Regions from separate parts of the Mus musculus genome. Here regions 1, 2, 4 and 5 are each linked to region 3. The links are chromatin contacts, called in public promoter capture Hi-C and targeted proximity ligation maps. All regions are on one chromosome and are shown on one strand. The core of a region is the stretch at or near the end of the contact, and the rest is flanking DNA. Distances in the headings are between cores, read along the strand shown. Region 1 holds the start of Ankrd13d (ankyrin repeat domain 13 family, member D). Region 2 holds the start of Cnih2 (cornichon family AMPA receptor auxiliary protein 2). Region 3 holds the start of Rbm4b (RNA binding motif protein 4B). Region 4 holds the start of Slc29a2 (solute carrier family 29 (nucleoside transporters), member 2). Region 5 overlaps Syt12 (synaptotagmin XII).

Region 1 (4,237 bases), core at 1,582-4,081, 470 kb after region 3:
ACTATTTTTCAGTCACTTCAGTCTGGGGCCTGAAAGGGGAGGAGCTTAGTAACCCGTCCTCCCCTCCCTGGTGGAGTAATTATTCCGCTCGCCTCCCACATAAGCAGGAGTAGCCGTAGTAGTTCTCGTCAGCTGTCATGGTTGGAATGGCTGGGGGTATACTGGTTTCAGCAAGTTGCCCCTGCACGTCAAGCACTGTGTTAATCCCCACTCCTCTCGGCACACATCTGTTTTCTCTTCCACACTGCATCTCTTGAGCCTTTGGCTGTGTCTGGCTGGCACTGGCCTCACTGTGTAAGCTCTCCTGGCCTCTGGCTTGAGCATCAGCATCAAGCCTGTGCTCCCAGGAATGACCTTCCTCTTCCTGTGCCCCTGCTCCAGGCCTGGCCAGAGACAGCCTGTGAGCACCACTGCCCTTCCTGTTCAGTGCACAGAGGAGGAGAGAATTCTGGGGCAGATGCTGTGAGGTCTTGGATGAAATGGCATTTGAGCTGTACCTCCAGCATTAGTGTAGTCATTCGTAGAGATGCTTCTAAGATCAGGAATGGTCAAGCACTTAAGACAGCAAACTGCAATGGAAGGAACCAGGCCTTGGGGCCCTGAAAGGCCAGCCTTAACTTAGCACAGTCCCAGATCACTCAGTGACTGCATCCTGGAGCGTTGAACAGACCGGGGGCTGAACTTGCTTGGCTCTGGGTGGTTAGCAGATGTTAGCCTCAGACTCACTGTGTAGCTAAGGATGGCCTTGAACTCCTCGCCCTTCTGCCCCCACTTCCCAAGTGCTGGAATTACAGGGGTTTGCTACCATGTCTAGCTAGGTCTCAAGTTTTAGGGCAGGCTGCAGTCATTAGAACTGGCTCTAAAACAAATAGCTGGTCACTGCAAGAAGTGGGGAGATAGGACCATTGCTTCTGTCCAGGAAAGATGTTCTTGTAATTGGTGATTGTGAAGGAAGAGGTGAAAGACGCCAGAGAGGAAAAAATGGAACAGTGTAGTAAGCCAGGCCACACTGAGGGAGCGTGTGAGGGAGGCCATGTTGTTGGTCAAGAGGTAAGGTGGAGCTGAACATGGCAGAGCACACATTTAATCCCAGCACTTTTGTGAGTTTGGGTCTAGTCTGGTCCTCAGAGAGAGAGTTCCTGGACAGTCTGGGCTAGTTAGTGAGACCCTGTCTCAAAAGACAAAACAACAAAAAAGAGGTGATGATAGCTCAGAGCACAGCTGGCCTGGAAGGAAGAGAGAAAGGCGTTTGGACTTGGCTTCTGACACCCTAATATGGCAGCATGGAATACCTAAGACCAGAGGTGTCCTGGAAGTGATATCAGATGGGAGTGGACAAGCTGTCAGCTAGGAGAGGGAGGTCCATGTGGAAAGAAGGGTCGATGTCAGAGCAGTAAAGACTGGCGGAGAGATGCTCAAGACTGCAGCAAGTCCTAGGCCGTCCAGGGCCAGGGTGACGATGCTGAGGAGGAAGTCTCTGACAGAAGCAGAGACCAGCAGGACCTAACTGCAGAGCTCTGGACCTTTAGAAGCTCAGGGCCTTGAGTTCCTCCCAAAGTCCAGACATCGTAGATGACCTGACCACAGCACACACGGTGGGTAGCCTAGATCCCGGACTGCTATAAACCACCCGATCGCAGGGAGAAAGGTGGCAATCAGGCTGAAGAGATGAGGACATCCTTGGGCAGGAAGGGAACCTCAGTTAGATGGCCTTTCTCCATCACACTAAGTTTAACAGATAGGGAGGTGGAGCCATCCGATGAAGGTGTTTGCTGCCAAACCTGACAACCTGAGTTAAAGGATGGGAGAGAACCAACTCTCAAAAGTTGGTTTTTCACCTCCACACTCATGAGCACCCCCACACAAAAATGAATGTAAGATTTAAAAATAGAGAAACAGACCAGAGTCAGTTTTGGAAAGTCTGGTTTACCCCCTCGCCACCCAGCAAGACCAGGATCAGAGAACCCATGGTAGGACTGAAGATAACCAAGGGTCCCAACTAAGCTGGCTGGCTGCTTGAACCCTAGATCCTGTGTGAGTGGAAGTGCCAGCCTTGTTTCGAAATTCTCCTTCCTTCCCTGTTGGCAGTAAAATGCAGCCTCTGCAAAATGGACTCCTGTGGTGGTAGCGTGCACCCTGGCCGATCACCCAGCCAGGAAGCTGAGCTTATGTCCCCCAACCCCAACAATATTCCTGTTCCTGATTCCTTGCTGTCTTCCAGGCATCAAGGCCAGACAGATCCTCGGGAAAGAAAGCTTTGACTGGTCAGCATTAGGGGTTGCTGCGGGGTGCCCATCTCCAGAAGCTAAGCGCCTGTGCTGGCAGGGATGAGGTCAAGATTTCCCATCCCACCCGCCTATAAAAGACAAGTCGGTGCTGATGGAACTCAGGAGTGGGCTAGACAGAAGGACACATTGTCAGCGGGGGTGGGGGGGGGTGGGGGCGGGGGGGGCTGCAAGAACAACAGACCCTGGCCCAATCCCAGTGCCACCGAGCCTACCCCACTCCCCTTCCGTTCCCTCCTCCCTCACCTTTCTGACCACTAAGAGATTTGCCCAGGGCCTGGGGCGCCCCCTGCGGGCACGGGTGGAGCTGCAGCTATGCCCCGCCCTCCGGAACAACCCCACCGACCATGGCGCTTCAAAATGAAGTTCCGGCTGTTCCTGGGGCGCATGTGGTTGCCCTGGAGACTGGACAGCACCCCACACACACTCCGCCCGCCCCCAGCGCGCAGGCCTGCAGTGGTTGCCGTAGCTACGGGAGGCGAGGGTGTGCGAAGCCCGACGCCACGCCCTAACTCCATGTAGCCCCGCCCCCAGATCCCCGCCCCGCCCTCCCTGCCGCCTTCGCTCTTGCTGCGGCGGCTTCTAGCAGGGGTCCGCGGGGCTGCAGCGGGTGCGGCTGAGGTGCGGCTCAGAGCGGAGGAGCAGGGGACGTGCCAGGCGCAGGCCAAGAAGGGCTGGGCCTTTCGCTCGGGATGCGGTGCTGAAGCCCAGCATGGCCGGCCTGGGCCCCACCTTCCCGCTGCACCGGCTAGTCTGGGCGAACCGGCACCGCGAACTGGAGGCCGCACTGCACAGCCGCAAGGTGAGGCCCTGAAGGGGATCCGATTCGGTTGGTTTCCTCCCCAAGCCCCGGTGCCAAAGTACGGAATCTACTCCGCAGCTCACCGCCCCTGCTGTGCTCCGCAGCTGCATCCTGACTCCTTAGGTCCAGCTCTTTCCAAATCCCTGGTCACCTGCCCTCGAGCTTGAGCATTTGTTTAGCGCATCTCCCTTGGTTGGGCCTTGCTCTGCTATCTGCCCCCTTCGTATTGCGTTAAGCTCAGGATTCACCCTCATCACCTCTGAGCTAGAATGAGGACAAGAACCGTGTTCTAGCCCTCAAGCTGGTCTAAACTCTCAGCATCCCTAGCCTGAATCTGTCTTGCTAGACTCCACCACCAGGCCCTCAACTCTGGATAGCAGAGGGCAGAAGAAATGAGCAGTTCCTTCCCACTGGCCCTTACTGTCCCCTTTACCCCGACACTTTCCAGTCCACATAGGCCACACTCTTATCTTCTCACTGACCTGGTTACCCATAGTAACTCCAGCCCTTTTCAATCCAGTGACCTCCTTGCTTTGGCCCTCTCTTGCCTTGTATTGAGTGACCCATCTCCCTTAGCACGACATTGAGCAGGAGGACCCCCAAGGGCGAACCCCCCTGGAGCTTGCTGTGACCTTGGGGAACTTGGAGTCTGTGAGAGTCCTCCTCCGACATAATGCCAACGTGGGCAAAGAGAGCCACCAGGGCTGGGCAGGTACTGTGCAGGGCAGAGGGTCCTCCCTTGAGACTAGCTTCCAGGTTGGTGAATGGGGGGCAGGGGGAGTAAGTAACCGTGCCTGGGGGCGCTAAGAGGGCTACCCCAGCAGTTGCTCATCTCCAGTCCTGCAGGAGGCAGTCAGCACTGGAGACCCTGAGATGGTACAGTTGGTACTCCAGTATCGGGACTTCCAGAGGGCCACACAGAGGTTGGCTGGCATTCCAGAACTGCTCAACAAACTCCGTCAGGTATTACCATAGAGTAAAGAAGTGGGGTATAACAGGCGCTCCGTCTTCCTGTGATAAGCCTGGCCTTGGAGGAGTATCTAGGTTGTGCGAGACGCTTTCCCACCATCTGTGTCTCAACCTCTGCCAAGGGTCATGTAAGAAATATGGGATCCCAGGCCCATGCAGATGAGACTGGGTCTTTTGCAAG
Region 2 (4,214 bases), core at 1,349-3,848, 340 kb before region 3:
CTGGTGTCACCTGCCTTTCTTCTGATGTCCTTGGCTTCCCAGGAGAGGGTTAGGGAGAAAGAACTGCAGGAAGCAGCAATGACTGTAGGTGCAGGCGGCTGTTGAGGTGATGGCCACTGGCAGGCACTACTCCACTCTGCTTCTGGTTTTCAGGTTTCCGCATGGGAGAGAACCAGGGGAAAGCTAAACCTGGGCTTGGGGTGGGGGAGAGACTTTGTCAGAATCCCCGTGCTCGGGGCCTGCCTTTCAAAGGAGTCCTGTTCTCTAGACCTGGGTTGACCTGGGTGTGGGTGTGCAGTAACTTTGGACACTGTGCCTAGGAGTCCTACGCCAACGTGAAACAGTGGCTGCAGGAGATAGATCGCTACGCCAGTGAGAATGTCAATAAACTCCTGGTAGGCAACAAGAGTGACCTCACCACCAAGAAGGTCGTGGACAACACCACGGCCAAGGTGAGCAGGCCTGCCCTGGCTGTCAGGGGTCTGGGGCCCACATGCCTTCACCCCTTCTCTCCCTGCTCCCCTCTCTCTCTTCTTCCCTTCGCAGGAATTTGCAGACTCTCTGGGTGTCCCCTTCCTCGAGACAAGTGCCAAGAATGCCACCAATGTTGAGCAGGCATTCATGACAATGGCTGCAGAGATCAAAAAGCGGATGGGGCCAGGAGCAGCGTCTGGGGGTGAACGGCCCAACCTGAAGATCGACAGCACCCCTGTGAAGCCTGCTAGCGGTGGCTGCTGCTAGGAGGGGCACTTGGGGGAGGGCACCTTGTCCAGATGATGCCCCTGGAGCGGGCAGGAAGTGCCTCCCTCTCCTAGGGCATTTGAGTCTGTAGCTTTGGGGTGTCCTGGGCTCCCCATCTTCCTCTGGCCCATCTGCCTTCTGCTCTGAGTCCCAGTCCTGTCAGGGCCCCCGTGGAGGACATGCAGAGCCTGTGGCTGGGGTGGTCACAGGGACAGCTCCGCTGCTGCCTCTGGGTACCTTGAAAAGATGCCCACCACGCACCTTTCTTTGGAATGAGGGCTCCGCTGTCTGTCACTCACCCCCATGTATGCTGCACTGGGTTTCTCTTTCCTTTCTTCCCAATAGCAAGGGCCTCCCTGCCTCTGCTGCCCCTGGGTGCAGGCAGTAGCCAGGGGATCCAGGGCCTCAGATCCAGGGTCCTGCATCGGACCTCAGGACAGGTGCCAGGGCTGCGAGAGCCCCATAGCCACCTTTTCCTCATCTCTGCCTCACTCCATCGCTCCCACACAGCTTGAGCCGTCCAGCTGCGGTTAGGTCTTGAGCACATCTAGGGTAGGTGGGCGGATGGCTGCGGGGCCTGTGTCTCAAGCCGGGAGGGAGCCTGCTCCTGCCTCCCCCTGCCCTGCCTGAGCCAGGCCCATGTGCTGCCTGCCCACCGAGCCCCTTTGTCCCTGAGGAAAGCGGAGGCGGAAGGCCCACCTTGCCAAAGGCCGGGCACCAGCCTTAACCCTCACTCTGCCAGCACCACCTCCCTTTTCCGAGGCAGCACATCTGGCTTGTTCTTCCTCCATTCCTCAGAGCCTGACAGGGCCAGACCTGCTTCTCTGGGGAATGTGGGTGCAGCTTGGGGTTGTGGGGCTCTTCCCCCTCCCAACTCAGAATCCTGGCCCCCACCCTCTGGCACAGCTTCCTGTAGAAAACCTTTGGTCTTTACCTAAGAAGCCATGTCCTTTGTGCTGTCTCTTGCCAGTCTCACCCTACAACCTGTCCTCCCCCTCCAGTGTGTATTTAAGTCCCTGGGCTGCCCCTCTGGGAGGGAGCCTCTTCTCCCAGGTTCCCCTCTGATGTCACATCAGGCATCTTGCAAGGAAAAGCCACTTGGGGGAAGATGGAAAAGGATGAAAAAATAAATTTCCACTGGCCCTTGGATAAGCCAAGGGTTTTTGCAAGGAAGCGGTGGTGACTGAGTGTGGTCTATGGTCAGAGTCAGCTTTGAGTTGCTGGGTGGAACTGGAGTCCAGAGTTTGGTGTGATGCATGGGGGGTCCTGGCTTGGACTGTATCTTAAGCTTGCTGGTAAAAGCCCTTGACCCACATACTGGGGCTGGGAAAGCCTGCTGTGCGGCTATGGGATGTCCCCAAGGGCCCAGCATGAATCTGTCAGAGGGAGGCTGGCAGGAGGCCGTCAGGTGAGCCACCAACATCCACTGGGACAGGCGTTCAAGGCATGAAGTTAGAAGCAAGGAGCAGGCGTTGGTCCCCCTGCATTTAGTCTTCCCCTCCTCCAGTCCCCGACTTTAGTCCCCTCTTGTGGCTTGAAGCCAGATGCCAGCTATCCTGAGCTTTGACAAGCGCTGCTTTACATTAGGACCTCAGTTGTATCCCCCTGAGCCAGCACTCTGTGGAGACGGGAGTACAGAATGTGGCTATAGTGGGCTTAGTTGTCCGAAAGTTGTACCAGGAACGGGCTTCCAGGTCTGCATGTTCTGGAGGTGCACAAACACTGGGCTCATTGGGGTGAGTGGCTGTGCTGGGCTGATGAGGCTGGCGGAGGGGCGCTCTGAGTCTCAGCCCCGCCCGAGGCCGCTGCACGGCGGCCCCGCCCCCGGCTCCGCCCCGCCGGCTTCGCGGGCTGGAGAGCGAGGGAGCCGCGGGCGAGGGATCGCAGGATGAGCGATCGGGGCCCGGGCAGCCGGCAGCGGACGCGCCCCCCGAGCCCCACGGCCCGCGCCCCGCGTCCCCCACGGCCTCGTGGCCCTGGTCCCGGACGCGCTGTCCGTGTCCCTAGAGTCCGGTGGGCCATGCCCGTCCGGCCCTAAGTGTGGGCCGGGGGGCGTCCCCTTGCGCCCAGACCCCGCGCTGGCGCCCCCCGGGCCACCGCCCGGCGCGGGGGCCATGGCGTTCACCTTCGCAGCATTCTGCTACATGCTCACCCTGGTGCTGTGCGCCTCCCTCATCTTCTTTGTCATCTGGCACGTAAGACTGGGCTTGGACTGGGGGCGGGGTGGGGGGCAAGTGGGCTTATGGAGCAGGAGGGGGCTGGGGCTGATGGTATCAGTGCTCCGGGGAAACTTGAAAGGTCTTTTCCACTAGCCCCCATGGTTTCTGTTCGCACCCCCCAACACCCCCTTGTCGTTGGCTTCCTTCCCCCGGGGCAGCCCCCCCCTTCCTTCACCGCCCCCGCCTGTCTGTGGGTATGTCAGTAGGTCCTGACCCTCTCCTTGCTTCATCCAGTCATTGGGCAGGGGCGGAATTCTTGATCCTTCTATATTCTCATCCATCCACCCCCGTCTGTCCATCGGGCAGTTTGTCTGTGTGCCCCCCCAGCCCCCCCGCTGAACCCCTCTCCTTTGTGGGTTTTTCCAACCAGAATGATGGAGATGGTTGCTATGGCAACTGCATCTGTTTACAAGACCCGCATATCTTAGAACCCATTAACCCTGTCCCCTCCTGGACCCCTCTGACCCAAGTGGGATAGGTTCGAAGCAGCTCAAGAAACCTAGCTCCCACCTGGTCTCACTCTGACTCTCCAGCTTCCTTCTGATTCCTTCACATACGTGCCTTTTGTCTTTCATGTCCCTCACTCCTGGTCTGCCCTCACCCTGGCCTAGCCTCACACCTCACTCTTCAGAATGTCTCTTGTCTCATCTCAAATGGTTTCCCATTGGAGAGGGTTCTTGTACCTAGTTCTCTCCTGGGCTTTCCCAAGGGCCTCCTCTACCTGGTTCTTTCTCCTCTCTAGAACTGTGAGCCTCTGGCTTACTGTTGAGGTCTCTGCCGGCTCCTTCCAGCTGCCCCTCCTCCAATGCACTCAAACGGGTCCCATACAGGCCTGTCTCTCTGTTGTAGCTACTAGCATGCACATCTCCTGGTCTAATCCTCTTTTAAGTGTTCTCTTATCTGACTGCATCCAGCGTGCCTCCGTCCCCTCTTGCTTTACCTTTCTTGCTCTCCATTTCTTGTGTCTTTCTGGGACTTGCTGCCTCCCAGAAAGCACCCTGTCTCTTCCTTTGTCCTCCCCTCCTTCCTCTTTGACAGGTACTAGATCCTGAGCCCCCACAGGCATCTCCAGACACACACCATCTCCAGCCCAACCCCTCACTTTGCTCCAGTCTTGATCTAGGTCTCCCAGTTGGGTTTCTTGTCCTCTGCTCCGTTTCTCTCTTCCTCCATCACTTCGAATCCATTATGCGCTTCCTGTCCCAGGCCCCAGGGCCTTGGACAGTTCTGTGGGGGAAGAACAACTTGGGTCCT
Region 3 (4,319 bases), core at 284-2,783:
CCTCGAAAGCAGCAGAGGGTAAAAACTCTCAAAGGCTTCTGGGTCCACCACAAACCAGCAACAAAGTCCTAACCTCTAGCCCTTCTCACACTACCTAACTACTTCTCTGCCTAGGCAACTTAAGACTTGTGACAGTACTCAAGTGAATGAAGACCAAAGGCAGGCAGGCAGGAGCCCATGCAGTTGTGGAGAAGGAGCTTGGCGAATACAATGGGGAAGGCTTACTTCCCCAGAGTGAATTATGCTAAGAGTAGTAAACATAACCTGTTCTTTGCATTTAAAAGAATGGCAGAAGCCACTCTTGAAGCCCTGTGGTCTTGTGTTCTTCCCTCTGCCTTGAGCTAGAGACTCCACGAAGGTCTGCCACCCAATCCCCAGAACAGTTCACCTTGAAACTCTGTGTTGTCGAGGCCCCTGATGGCCTCCACCGCATCCTCTGCCCGCTCCATGTGTACAAAGGCATAATCTTTCACGATGTCACATTCGATGACTGGGCCGTACTCCTCAAACTTGGCCCGAAGCTCTTGGTTGGTACAAGTGGGGCTGATGTTGCCCACGTGTAACTTGGTTGAAGCTTTGCTCTTATTCTTGCTGGCTTCCACATTGATGTTCACTCCGTGCAGCTTGTAGTGGTGCAGGTTGCGTATGGCATCCTCAGCGGCCGTCTTGTCCTCTATGTGCACAAAGCCATAATTCTTAATGATGTCACATTCCAGCACCTTCCCGTACTGCTCGAAGAGTGAGCGGATCTCCTGCTCTGTGGCCTCCCGGGGCAGATTTCCAATGAACAGCTTCACCATCCTGACAAGAGCCTGGCAGAGAAGAAACAAGATTTTAAAAGTCAGGTGTGAAGTGAGAAACTGACACTACAGCACACCCCGACCCTCACAGTTCTTTTTGAGAGAGGAACTGCTGTGTGACAATGCCAACAGAAGGTCGGGGGTCAGAATGCACAACAAGGTCTAAGATATATATCCGTGAGGTCAGGCACATTGACTCTACAAGGTTAGCTCCTTCACGGTTTAGCACAGGGATGAAAGACAAGTGGAAGGCATGAAGTATCTGAATGTCCCTAGTTACGGGTTTTTGGAGGGAAATCTGTGTACCTCTCCACAGCGCGGTATCCCCTCCCACCATACTCCAAGAACGAAAGCCCTCTTTCACCCAACACTGGACCCCTATCCTCAGCGGCCCAACCTCCGCTGCAACATCCCAACAAAGACTCGGCCCGACCCCTGCCCCGCCCCCTCCGGAGACCCGGCCCCGCCTCCTTTCCTTGTCTTCCCGGGACCTTCCTCAGAAGATGAGTGGCCCCAAACCCGAGCCTTCCCGGCCCTCCGAGGTCCGGCCCAGTCCGCTCCAGGGCTTCCCACACACCCACAGCATCCTCTCCTACCTCCGGGTGGTGCCGGCGGTGGCGGCGGGTCCCGCGTCAGAGAGAACCCTACAAAATGGCGACGGCCGCTCGAGCCTCGGCGCGACCGGGCGCTTTCTCGCGCGCCAGCTCACGCACGCGCGAGTGCGCGCTGCCTGCCTCCCCTCCCCCTCGCAGGAGCGGGGCGACCAATCCTGCGGCCGCACACAACTGTCCGCCCCCCGTGCGGGGGCGGGGTCATGTGGTGACGGCACTGCGGAGCGAAGGTCAGCCCGCCCCCAGCCCGGGCTAGCCAATCACCGCCTTGGGAGTGGGTCGCGGCTTGCGCGTCAAGGGGGCTCAGGAAGCAACCATTGCCTTGGCAAAACCGTAAGGCCCGGGGGAGTCTCTAAGCATCACAATGGATCGTGGTATTGGGCGCACTGTCGAGGGGGCTGATGACAAAGGGTTGTGTCACTGGGCCCGCTAGAAGGGGGTTTTCTCAACCTCTGGCTGCTGAGAGCGATACTTCAGAAACCCAGGCACTACCACATCTTAACCTAATCTCTCCCTTGTTTGGGTAGGAAGGGGTAAGAATTCCCGTAAAACAATTTAATTTTCACTGCAATAGTGTTGTTCATTGGTGAAGAAGCTGAGACTGAGAGTGGAGTAGAAAGATAATCTGGGTTAGAACTAGGTTAGGTCTGAGGGAGGCATTTCTCTATCCAAACTATACTTTGTCATGTTTATTCATGAATATACGTGGGCTGGCTTTCCCTCGTAGTATCTGTCTATCCTGGTTCCTGAAATGTGGTGAGCATTACCAAGGAATACGTTGTCCAGAGGTCCAGGGAGAATCCAGGTTTGGGGAATGAGTGACAAGGGTTCCGCATCCGTCCCAAGCTGCCTGAGGCACAGGCAATTGTCAGGCTCCAGACTCTCTGTTGCGGTCCAAGGGCACCTCCTGGTGGCAAGCAGGGTACCAGCTTGGTGGATCACTATCACAAAGCAGCGGGCTTACAGACATTGAGGGATTGAATTCATCTCCTAGAAGAGGCACCGGGATGGTTGTTAGACCATCCCCATTGTTGTCAAAACAATTCCCCATTGTGGTAGTTCCAACACCAGCTCCTCCAATAGTATAGAGATCAGTTCCCCGAGTTGACTTCCTGCACCCAAGCTACTTGGAAACATTTCTTTACCAAATCCATGTTTCCCACTCATTTCAGAAGGCATTGTCTAATTGTAATTACACATTTTTAAAATTAATTTTTTTTGGTTTGTTTTTCGAGATGGGGTTTTCTGGCAGTCTTGGCTGTCCTGGAACCTCCTCGGGATCTGCTATCACCTAACCTTGTACATTGTATTTTGGGATCTCTTCCCAAATTTGTGGGGGCTCCACAACTAATGCTCTACTAACAGTTCCCATTTTTTTCTTTTTTAAGATTTATTTATTTATTTATTATATGTAAGTACACTGTAGCTGTCCTCAGACACTTCAGAAGAGAGAGTCAGATCTCGCTATGGATGGTTATGAGCCACCATGTGGTTGCTGAGATTTGAACTCCTGACCTTCGGAAGAGCAGTCCGGTGCTCTTACCCACTGAGCCATCTCACCAGCCCAGTTCCCATTTTTCTATACAATTTCATTTCACCCCCTTTCTCCCTCCCTGCCTCTTTTAGACATGGCTTTTCTGTGTAGTCAAGGCTGTCCAAGAACTGGCTGTGTAATCCAGACTAGCCTTGAACTCACACTCCTACCTCAGCCTCCCAAGTGCTGGTTAATTACAGGTGTGTGATATCATTTCTAGCCTCCAGTTTTATCGTTTTTTATTATGTGAGTTGGGTGGTGATGAGCACATTCAGGCGGCTCTGTGAGTTGGAGGCCAGCCTGGTCTAAGAGCAACTTCCAGAACACTAAGGGCTACAGAGAGAAGCAATGTCTCAAACAAACAGACAAAACAAAACCCCATACCCCAAGACAACCAAACCAAACCAAACCCTAACATGTGTAAGTAGTACCAAGTTCCCAGAAAAAAAGAAAAAAAGAAAAAAGCCCTGCTAGAATATCCTCCACTTGGAACACAGAGGCACTATGTTTGTCTGTTCTGTTTTTCCTGTCATTACCAAGGTCTGGTAGTAACTTTTCTAATTTTTGTCAGTTGAAAAGGTGTAAAGTTTTATTCACAACTCGACGTAGTTTGTTTTTGTCTTGTTTCTAATGAATTTCAAAATACCTTGTTCTTATCATTTGTGCGAATGTACATTTCCTGCTTTCCGTCTTCTGTCTGGATTTTAGGTCTCAGCCTTTGGGTTGAGCTGTCGAGTTTTCCTCATATTGTAGCTATTTCTACTTGGTTCAGATATCTTGTCATTACACTAATAGCTTTGTTTTTTGAGGGAAATATTTTTAATGTAACCAAATTATTGTTTCCTAAAGCTTTCTCTTTTATGTTCTCTTTAAGATACCCTCTCCTACCACAGCTCATGTAGATAGTCTATTCTCTTCCATTCCTATTACCTTTCACTCTTAGATCTGTGGTCCAGTTTGAACAGTGCCATACAATAGAGATACAATGAGTCATATAAGTAATTCGTGATAAACTGTGAAAATGGTCTGTGGGTTCAGCTCAATAGTAAAGCATTAATCTAACAACCACAAAGCTCTCGGTTTCATACCTAGCACAGTGAATAAATACAAATTTCCAGGAAACATCAAACTATAAAACCTTGAAATCTATTTTAATATTTTTGACATTCTAACATGAGACCAATATAAAAATTGAGATAATTGAATTCCCCTTGAAGTCCTGAATATCTGTTATTTCATACCTTCAGCACATCGCAGTTTACACTTGCCACACGTTGCATACTCAGTAGTCCACTGTGGCCATTAGCTTCCATGTGGGTCAACACAAGCAAAACCCACCCTCGTCAGTGGTGGTCGGTAAAAGTGCAAAGTATG
Region 4 (4,512 bases), core at 673-3,172, 270 kb before region 3:
TTGTTTGTTTTTTTTTTTCGAGACAGGGTTTCTCTGTATAGCCCTGGCTGTCCTGGAACTCACTTTGTAGACCAGGCTGGCCTTGAACTCAGAAATCTGCCTGCCTCTGCCTCCAGAGTGCTGGGATTAAAGATGGCTAACTGCTGCGCCTGAGCCCAAGGTCTTGCTGCATCTCTGGGTTCCATCTCCTTTTCAGTGTCCTGGACCTAGCCTCCATTCCCCTGCTATAACCACCTCAACCCTTATTCATTCCATGGGTACTTATTGAACATCTACTGTATGCGAGGCCTTAGCTTGGGAACTAAGCCAATCCGTTTTCTCGGGCACACAGAGCCCAGCACTCTTATGCGTACCCTGCCTGCAAGGCAGACCTCACGGTTTAGCATCCTTCCATTCTGGTAAGCTGCAGGCTCCAGATCTTTCTCTAAATAGGATGCGCTTTGCTTCCACCCTTTGTCTGCTCAGTTCCTAATTTACAAATCTTTTCTATGAAGCAGAAGAAATTTCTTTTGAGAACCTTTATAGCTCTCTGCTTCAGGGTGGAATGGCCTGGCACGTGTCTTGTTTCATTATTAATAGCCCTGGCTCTGTGTCTCTCAGATTCAGTAGCTGATCCATCTTTGGGTATCAGGGTCCAGCACCGATGCCAGCACTCCACAGACACCTGGGAAGTTAACCCACTGAATATGTTTGAATAACCCTATTCTAAAGAAAACACAAAAGTTAGGCAGTGGTGATGCACGCCTTTAATCCCAGCACTCAGAAGGCAGAGGCAGGCAGATCTCTGAGTTCGAGGCCAGCCTGGTCTACAGAGTGAGTTCTAGGACAGCCAGGGCTACACAGAGAAACCCTGTCTCGAAAAAAACGAAAACAACAACAACAATAAAACAAAAAGGAGAAAACAAGCTATAGATTTCTGCCTTTCTATAAAAGAATGCATGCTTTGGGGAATCGGGCCTTCCTCCACATCTGTCTACAGTAGTTGCTCATTAATTATTAGTTGAATGACTGTAACTCATGTCATTGCAAAGAAAGCCAAAGGCTTGGAAAAAAGACACTTTGGAGTGACTGGCCAAAAATAACGACAAAGGGCATGGGATGGAAACTCCTTTGCTGGTCAGACTCCCTACGTGGATGGCCCTGCACCTCTGAGATCTGTACCTTCCTAAAAGTTTGCCTAGCCAGGGGAGAGGCGGTTCCCTCTATGAGGCTTGGTGCTGTCCCTGACAGGCTGAGCTGTAGTAAGTGGCCTGGTGAGGAAAGTGGCTCAGTTCAAGACGGCTGGAGGGATGTTGGTTTGTGGCCATGAGGTTGCCCAGCGGCCGCGGGTCTCACCGGGATGGCGGTAATGAAGAAGTTCCAGGGGAGAAGGGTGCCCAGTCCCAGAATGAAGAAGCTGATCCCAACCAGGTGGTAGCTGTGGGGATCAATCAGAAGGTCACCCCGAGGACGTACGCCTGGGCCGCCCTAGCCGCCCCTCAGTAGAACGGACTACAATCCCCATCACCCTGGCTCAAGCAGCTAAGGGAATCGGCTGATGGGAATTGTAGTCCCGTTCGTCTTTGAGCCCAGGAGCATCAAGACGAGCGGGAATTCAAAGGCTCGTGGCCACCTGGGCCACGGTACGCAGCACATGGGTTCCCACCTCACCTGTCCCGAGGGGCGTTTCCCCGCGCCATGGTTGCCGCAGTCCTATTGCACCAGGCCCACAGAAGGCGGCTGCACCTGCGCCTACGCAGGGCTGGGAGGCCGAAGGAGAGCGACGCTGGTCGGTGTCCAGGAATCCCAAGGTCGGAGCGCCGTAGCGGAGGGTCGGGGTTGGGTTACACTGCGGACCACGTTTTGCAGGCTCGGACCTCGGCTCCGCCTCCAGGGCGGGAACAAAGAGCCATTGCTCCCCTCCCCCGGACGCCCGCTCTCCAGACTCCGCCTCGCTGGTGGCTGTGCCTTTAGGGTATTAGGTTCCGCCTTCTAGCTTGCTTCCGCGCCTGAAGCTGTGTCTCACCGCCGTCCCTTCGCCTCGCACCCGTCTTCTCCTTAGGCACGGGTCCGGAATCTCTGGGGAAGGGATAAGGACTGCGCAGGAGGGAAGGGGTCCGGTGGTTGTTGGGCACAGTCGATCTAGCTGGGAGGTTCTTCCTCTTGGCGTGTTCTAAGGTTTGGAGCCCTCTAAGCTCTAAGCAGATTAGGAAGTAAGTCCGACCAGAAGGAAGAAGCCAGTGTCATCAATTGTCGCAGAAGGTCCCAGCGCGGTGCTCCGAGGGAGTTCCCCCAGAGGTCGAGGCACTTTTGCAAACGAAAATCCCCAACATATGTGGAAGACGGACAGATAGGCCCTCCTACGGTACCTGGGTCCAACAAGGAGGATTGAACAAAGGCTCTGGAGGGAATCGTGGCCCAGGTGACGTTCGGCCCCCTCCCCTGTAGTCGCCACTGCCACCCTCAGGAGTGCTTAAAAACCTAATTTTCACTAGGCGTGGTGGCGCACGCCTTTAATCCCAGCATTTGGGAGGCAGAGGCAGGCGGATTTCTGAGTCCGAGGCCAGTCTGGTCCACAGAGTGAGTTCCAGGATATATTCAGGACTATACAGAGAAACCCTGTCTCAAAAAAACGAAAAAAAAAAAAAAAAAAAGAAAAAGAAATATATTTATGTGGACTGGTGAGAGCGTTTGCTGCCAAGCCTGATGCCCCGAGGCCACGCCCAGGACCCATATGTTAGAAAAACTGAAGCGACTCCAGCAAATTGTTCCCTAACCTCCACACAAGCACAGTGGCACACGTGCTTCTAAGTAATAAATACAAATAAATATGAATATATAAAAGTATATATATACAAGGTTATATAAATGTGTGTCTTCTAAAGAATATAGTTTTTTAGAATGTTTTTCCTATGTATCAGCCAGACCATGCTGTTACTATCCCTGTTCTGTCCTGTTCCCGGAATCTAGCCACCAGGCTTGGCTCATCGAAGGTGGTTCCTTAGATCATGGTGGACTGCAGATGACTGTGTGGTACTGGGAACTGAACTCAGAGCCCTGTGCATGCGAGGCAAACACTCTTACCCCTGGGCTGCATCTAACCCTAGCTGGTGACGTTAGGGAAAAGACAGCAATGGATTACACTGGGAAAGACAGTTACTCTTTAAGTTTTCTTTCCAGACTTCCATTATGCCAAGAGGGACAGTCTTGAGTTCAGTTCTAACAGGTTTTCAAGGCCTCTTCATCCCCTCTGCCTTGAGCATCTCTCGACAGTTTTACCTACACACAGTTAGTCACTTGCATTTTTCGAATGCTTATTCTAATAACTATTACTGACCTGTTTCCTACTTGACAGTGATAGGAGAGTGAGTCAAAGTGGGACAGGGGGTGGGATGTTGCCCTGGCACCATCTTGAAGATGGAGATGAGGGTCTGGGGAGCAGTCTGTTGTCTTGGGCTGGGATGGAAGGGGATGAGGCGTTTCAGAGAAGGAACGGCCTGTACCAGGACCGGGGACAGGAGAGTGCTGGCACACTATGGGACATACTAATAGATCCCTTTGGCTGGGAGGAGTTGGATTTTACCTCAGATTCTCAGCTCAGCCTGACTGGGGATCTGTAATTAACCAATATTTTGCTTCTACTTTGTGGCGAAATGCTGTGCATAACAGAACCCAGGCAGGACAATTTTTGATGGCACAGTGACATCCTAAGGGAGGCAAGAAAGGAAAACACTTAGTAATAAAATAATAAGTATGTGATTGGTTAGTGCTCAGACACATGAAGCAGTCACAAGCTTAGCCCCTCTTTATAAAACCAGTTTTAAACACACGGCAGGGGCACCAAAAGCAGACTCTTAAAGGCCACTGGTGTGGGCTGGAGAGATGGCTCAGCAGTTAAGAGCACTGACTGCTCTCGCACAGGTCCTGAGTTCAATTCCCAGCAACCACATGGTGGCTCACACCATCTGTAATGGGCTCTGATGCACACTCTTCTGGTGTGTCTGAAGACAGCTACAGTGCACTCACATACATAAATACATAAATAATATTTTGCCGGACGTGGTGGCACACGCCTTTAATCCCAGCACTCAGGAGGCAGAGGCAGGCGGATTTCTGAGTTCAAGGCCAGCCTGGTCTACAAAGTGAGTTCCAGGACAGCCAGGGCTACACAGAGAAGCCCTGTCTCAAAAAAACAAACAAAAAAAAAAAAACAAAAAAAACAAAAAACAAAAAAAGCAAAATCCCAAAAAATCCTGTGTCCTGAGGATGTGCCATACTGGAATGGAGACCAAGGCTTGGCGAAACTCCAAATGAAACAATGCAGCTGTCTCTCTGCAGACAGTTGGCCAAGTTGCTGGAAAATGCTGTGCATATTTAAACCTTACAGATAATTCACTATGTCTGCATGTCAAGTGGACTTACAGCCCAGGTTCAGAAAATTATCAGGGTGGTTTAAAAAAAAATGTTGGTTTTATTTGTAGCACAGTTTGAGATTTACAGGACAGAGCTCTGTGTAGTAGCTGGACGGCAACT
Region 5 (4,614 bases), core at 653-3,152, 300 kb after region 3:
GGGAGAAAACTAAGCTAGATGTAGTTGGTGCGTGACTGTAATCCCAGCATTCGTGGAGTTAAAGATGGGGGAGCACGAGTTCCTCCGCAGCCTGGGATACAGTAGCAAGTTCCTGTTTGCGGAAGAGAAAGAGAAACAATGTCCTTAAGTGCTGGTCCCTCTGATGGTTTTGTGAAAGGAGAGCCTGGGGTATCTTGAACAGAGTAACCAGCATCAATCTCCTTGCTGTCACCTAGCGATGGTGCCTCAGCCCCATATGATGCTTCCCTGTCCCTTTTGTTCACCCTCAGCGGGTCCCTCCTTGGAATGACCAGCGGACCACTACTCGGGGACCACCCAGCCGCAAAGGCAGCCTTAGTATAGAAGACACCTTTGAAAGCATCAGTGAGCTGGGACCCCTGGAGCTGATGGGCCGGGAACTGGACTTAGCCCCCTATGGTACTCTCCGAAAGTCACAGTCGGCTGACTCTCTGAATTCCATCTCCTCTGTGAGCAACACCTTTGGGCAGGATTTCACCCTGGGCCAGGTGGAGGTGAGCATGGACTATGATGGAGCCTCCCACACCCTCCACGTGGCAGTACTACAAGGCAAAGACCTCCTGGAGCGCGAGGAGGCCACCTTCGAGTCCTGCTTCATGCGTGTCAGTCTGCTGCCAGACGAACAGATCGTGGGCATCTCCCGGGTAAGTGGGGCGGGGACAGAGGTGCACTGGGCTCCCTGAAGCTCTCCTGGGAAGCTGATGTCTGGGCTAGTGGGCAGATTTGCAGTACCAGACAAGATGACAGGGGGCGCTGGAGAGCAGATCAGAATGTGGATTCAGAGTAGGATGGCTATGCCTAGAACCAGCTTTGTGTTCCCGCTGTGTATAGATTTCAATCTTCCTATCACTCAAGGACAGTGTCCACCTCCACATCTGTTAACATGGAGTCTTGGCAGGAAGAAAGATGGGCTGCTCATTTGGTTGATCTGGGAGAGAGCTCACTAACAGCCTTATCTGCTTTGGAGTGGATGGAGGAGGAGGGGTAGGTAGCCTCAGTGTCCGTATGGCTACATGAATTTGTTCACAAAAAGGGAGGCCCACCCCGGAGACCGAAAAAAGCATGAGAGGAAAGTGAGTTTCTGGACCCCAAATGAAAGGGCCACCTTTTTAGGAAGGGCTGTGTTCTGTTGTGGGAAGGTGTGGTCAGCCCCTCAGAGAAACTGAGACAGGCTTTGGAAGATAAGCACATGATCTCTCTTTTCTTCTGGTGACCCTGGTGGCTCACCCTGCTGGAAGCTGGTGACTAAGGGAGCATGCTGGCGTGGCCCTTGACTGTTAGGCTCTGTATTAGACCAGGACCCTCAAGATCAAGTTCTCAGCACAAAGATTTATTTGCCCGTTTATCTGGCAGAGAGCAGGGAATAAGAGGCAAATACAGGAGACAGAGACTGAGGGAGAAGGGGAGAAAACAAGGGGAGGGGAAGTATTTGTCCCAGAGGACGAAGGACTGCCTCTGAAACGGAGACGGGTGAAGCACGTAGGAACATAACGAAGAGCCGCTGTCAGGTCTGACATGCATTATGTTGCTCTTAGCCTGAGCCATGGGGAGGATTTTGGGTGACTCAGGATATGTCCTTTGAGGAGGGACATTGCTGGACAGAAGCTTGCTCTGAGTCAGACCACTGTGTGAACAACACGGTTCCATATTTGTTTGAAGGATGCAGTTGCTGCAGGGAGAACCTTCCCAGAGCCTGGCAGCACTAGGTGAGATCAAAGTGGCTAGAAGCTAAGTAGAGTCTGTTCCCAGGATGGCAGGCTTCATGACGTTGCAGCCTAACAGTCTAACTGTGGGGATGGGGTGTTGCCTCCAGGCCAAGCAACCCCCTCAGCTTCAGAGAATGTGCCAGGGATGAGAGCCGCTCTCTAAATACCACCGCGCAGTGACTCAGGCGGCCCCCCACGGAAGGGCAAGCAGAGCCTCCCATGTAGCTCCCTGAGGAGCCCACAGCTTCCTGGGAGGAGGCCAATGACATCTAAAAGCTGGGGGATGAAGCGTGCCCAGCCCTGCCTAGTCACTCCATTCATCTGTCTATCTGTCCACTCATCCATCCATCCTGTGACAATCAGGAAGGCTTCGCCAGGATCTACAGGGCACTGTGGCATTCATGGCTGTTTACAGAAGATTGTCTAGCTCCTACTGCCTGCCTGCCCCCAAGGCTCTGCTGAGTCAGCAGACAGGAGAGAAGGAGAGTGGGTCTGTCACAGCATCATGTGAGGATGGAGATGACTAGGAGTCCATTATGGAAGCTTCTAAGGCCAGGCAATGGGTTGACTACAAGCAAGAAGGGGATATTGGGGATGTTTAAACCTTCACAGTAACCTCAACCTTTGGGACATAGAGGCAGCAAGATAAGGAACTCAGGGCTGTCCTTGGCTACATAATGGATTTAGGGTCATTTAGGCCTATGTGGGATCCTGTCTCAAAGCAACCAAAACCCAATCAAACACCACCAACAACCAAAACCTCCCAGGACTGCCAGGCATGGTAGACTCATACTGCAGCTCTGGAGGCTGAGGCAGGAAGATGGTTAAATTCAAGACAAAAGTCTGTGCAAAATAGTACGTTCCAGACCAGCCAGAGCTGCATAGTAAGACCCTGGCTAAAAAAAAAAAAAAAAAAAAAAAAAAGGAGGAGGTCTCTGTGAGTTCGAAGCCAGTCTGGTCTACAAATGAGTTCCAGGGAAGGCAGGGCTACCCAGTGAGACCCTGTCTTGGAAAAGGAAAAGAGCAGGGAGGTGCAGTATGGAGGCTGATGCTTGTAACCCTAGCCTTCTGCAGTTAGTGCAGTGAAGCTAGTGCAGTATGGAGGCTCATGCTTGTAACCCTAGCCTTCTGCAGTTAGTGCAGTATGGAGACTCCTGCTTGTAACCCTAGCCTTCTGCAGTTAGTGCAGTGAAGCTAGTGCAGTATGGAGGCTCATGCTTGTAACCCTAGCCTTCTGCAGTTAGTGCAGTATGGAGACCCATGCTTGTAACCCTAGCCTTATGCACTTAGTGGCAGGAAGGTCAGGAGTTCATCCTGACCTATGTGAGATCCAGTCCGAAAAGAAAAACAAAATTAAACAAACAAACCTTCAATACTGAGCCACCAAAAAAAAGGACGTAGAACTGAGATGGTGGTACCAGGAAGCCCCTCCACGGCCCCTTCTCTCTGTAGATCCAGAGGAATGCCTATTCCATCTTCTTCGATGAGAAGTTCTCTGTCCCCCTGGATCCCACAGCCCTGGAGGAGAAGAGCCTTAGATTTTCTGTGTTTGGTATCGACGAGGATGAGCGGAATGTGAGCACCGGCGTGGTGGAGCTGAAGCTGTCCGTTCTGGATCTCCCGCTGCAGCCCTTCAGTGGCTGGCTATACTTGCAGGACCAGAATAAGGTATCGCCTACTTTTGCCTGCTGGTTCCCCCGGGGAGAAAGTACCCTCACCCACTGCCTGGGAGAGATGCCAGTATCCTGTCCCTCAACTGGACCCTGACAGCGTTAGAACAGAGACAGGGTCCCAAGCCACACCCTAGGGAAGCCACTCATTGCATGTGCTGACAAACACATCCTACAGACACCGCTGTTTACAGCTCTTTTAGTTTACACTGCATTTATTTCTTTACTGTGTTTTCTGTGTGTATGAGTGTACAGGCATGCACATACACACAGGGAATGCATGTGGAAGTCGGAAGACCACATGTCTTCTACCAGTTGGTTCACCCCTTCACCATGTGTGTTGTTGGTATTGATTCAGGTCACTGGAGCTAGTGGAAAATGCTTTTTACCCACAGCGCCATCCCTGGACCTCTTCTCGGTTCTTTCTTTTTTCTTTTTTAACATTTATTTATTTCTCTTTCTTATTTTTGTTTTATTGAGGTGTTTGGTTGGTTGGTTTTTCGAGACAGGGTTTCTCTGTGTAGCCCTGGCTGTCCTGGAACTCACTGTGTAGACCAGGCTGGCCTCAAACTCACAGATTTCCACCTGCCTTTGCTTTCTGAGTGCTGGGATTAAAGGCGTGCACCACCACCTCCTGGCTATTTATTTTTATTCTATATTTTATCTATTTATTTTACTTTATGAGTGTTTTGCCTGAATGTATATATGTGTCCAGGTACATACCTCAGGCCTAAGGGGGTCAGAAGAGAATGCCCAGTTCCTTGGAACTGGAGTTGCAGATGTGCGTGAGCTGTCTTATGGGTGCTGGGAACTGACCCTGCGTCTCTGGAAGAGGCAGTACTCAGCTGCCGAGCCATCTTTCCAGGTCCTCATCTCAGTGGCTACTACCAAGTCATCAGAGGCTCTACTCCTCTAAGCTACTGGCCTGAAAGTGGGTTCTTTCAGACAGAGGCCACGCTGAAGCTCCCTTTAGCCTTATAACAGTGCCAGGGAACATTATTACTCAAGCAAATGCAGTCAGCTTGGATCCCTATGCACGATCATAGAATGTTTTCCTCAGCCCACATGGAGGGAACAGAACTGCATCTGATTGATGCACTTGACAGGCAGCCTCTGGGCCTCCTTCCAGGACCTGCTCTCCACACAGTCTAAGGAGGGTCTGTGTGTGCTCCCTTGTGTGGGAGGGTTGTCCTTTTTTT

What was found. Promoter capture Hi-C pulls out the DNA fragments that hold promoters and counts their contacts.
Region 1: a targeted proximity ligation map of pancreatic cancer cells shows a contact between it and region 3. A contact is called at or near these places in 3 of 130 datasets of targeted methods (bone marrow-derived macrophages, memory CD8 T cells and pancreatic cancer cells).
Region 2: a targeted proximity ligation map of pancreatic cancer cells shows a contact between it and region 3. A contact is called at or near these places in 2 of 39 promoter capture datasets (pre-B cells and stem cell-derived epiblast-like cells), 3 of 130 datasets of targeted methods (bone marrow-derived macrophages, memory CD8 T cells and pancreatic cancer cells) and 1 of 9 other capture datasets (adipose tissue).
Region 4: a contact with region 3 is called in a targeted proximity ligation map of memory CD8 T cells, with 64 read pairs. A contact is called at or near these places in 4 of 39 promoter capture datasets (the C10 cell line, erythroid cells, hippocampal neurons and 1 more), 7 of 484 Hi-C or Micro-C datasets (B cells, CD4 T cells, CD4 single positive thymocytes and 4 more), 23 of 130 datasets of targeted methods (the 230-238 cell line, the NIH/3T3 cell line, T-cell acute lymphoblastic leukemia and 14 more) and 4 of 9 other capture datasets (adipose tissue, embryonic stem cells, liver and 1 more).
Region 5: a contact with region 3 is called in a promoter capture Hi-C map of second pharyngeal arch cranial neural crest. A contact is called at or near these places in 7 of 39 promoter capture datasets (the 3T3-L1 cell line, the C10 cell line, the HPC-7 cell line and 4 more), 1 of 484 Hi-C or Micro-C datasets (brown adipocytes), 7 of 130 datasets of targeted methods (the NIH/3T3 cell line, astrocytes, bone marrow-derived macrophages and 2 more) and 3 of 9 other capture datasets (adipose tissue, embryonic stem cells and macrophages).

What each region holds. Positions count from the first base shown.
Region 1 is chr19:4,281,731-4,285,967 of GRCm38.p6, reverse strand. Ankrd13d (ankyrin repeat domain 13 family, member D) reads left to right here and starts at 2,831. Exons shown (of 15, transcript NM_026720.2): 1 at 2,831-3,087; 2 at 3,664-3,799; 3 at 3,926-4,050. The coding sequence starts at 2,998.
Region 2 is chr19:5,096,905-5,101,118 of GRCm38.p6, reverse strand. Cnih2 (cornichon family AMPA receptor auxiliary protein 2) reads left to right here and starts at 2,598. Exons shown (of 6, transcript NM_009920.4): 1 at 2,598-2,936. The coding sequence starts at 2,856. It overlaps Rab1b (RAB1B, member RAS oncogene family), which reads left to right. Exons shown (of 6, transcript NM_029576.3): 5 at 321-452; 6 at 547-1,912. The coding sequence ends at 741.
Region 3 is chr19:4,753,739-4,758,057 of GRCm38.p6, reverse strand. Rbm4b (RNA binding motif protein 4B) reads right to left here and starts at 1,533. Exons shown (of 4, transcript NM_025717.3): 1 at 1,397-1,533; 2 at 389-812. The coding sequence starts at 800. All of the region lies in intron 2 of Gm21992 (predicted gene 21992), which reads left to right. It overlaps Sptbn2 (spectrin beta, non-erythrocytic 2), which reads right to left. Exons shown (of 37, transcript NM_021287.2): 37 at 4,080-4,319.
Region 4 is chr19:5,021,416-5,025,927 of GRCm38.p6, reverse strand. It overlaps Slc29a2 (solute carrier family 29 (nucleoside transporters), member 2), which reads right to left and starts at 1,922. Exons shown (of 12, transcript NM_007854.3): 1 at 1,651-1,922; 2 at 1,336-1,417. The coding sequence starts at 1,679.
Region 5 is chr19:4,452,564-4,457,177 of GRCm38.p6, reverse strand. It overlaps Syt12 (synaptotagmin XII), which reads left to right. Exons shown (of 8, transcript NM_134164.5): 4 at 291-683; 5 at 3,198-3,413. Among named protein-coding and RNA genes, the nearest start is that of Rhod, 15 kb to the right of the region's middle.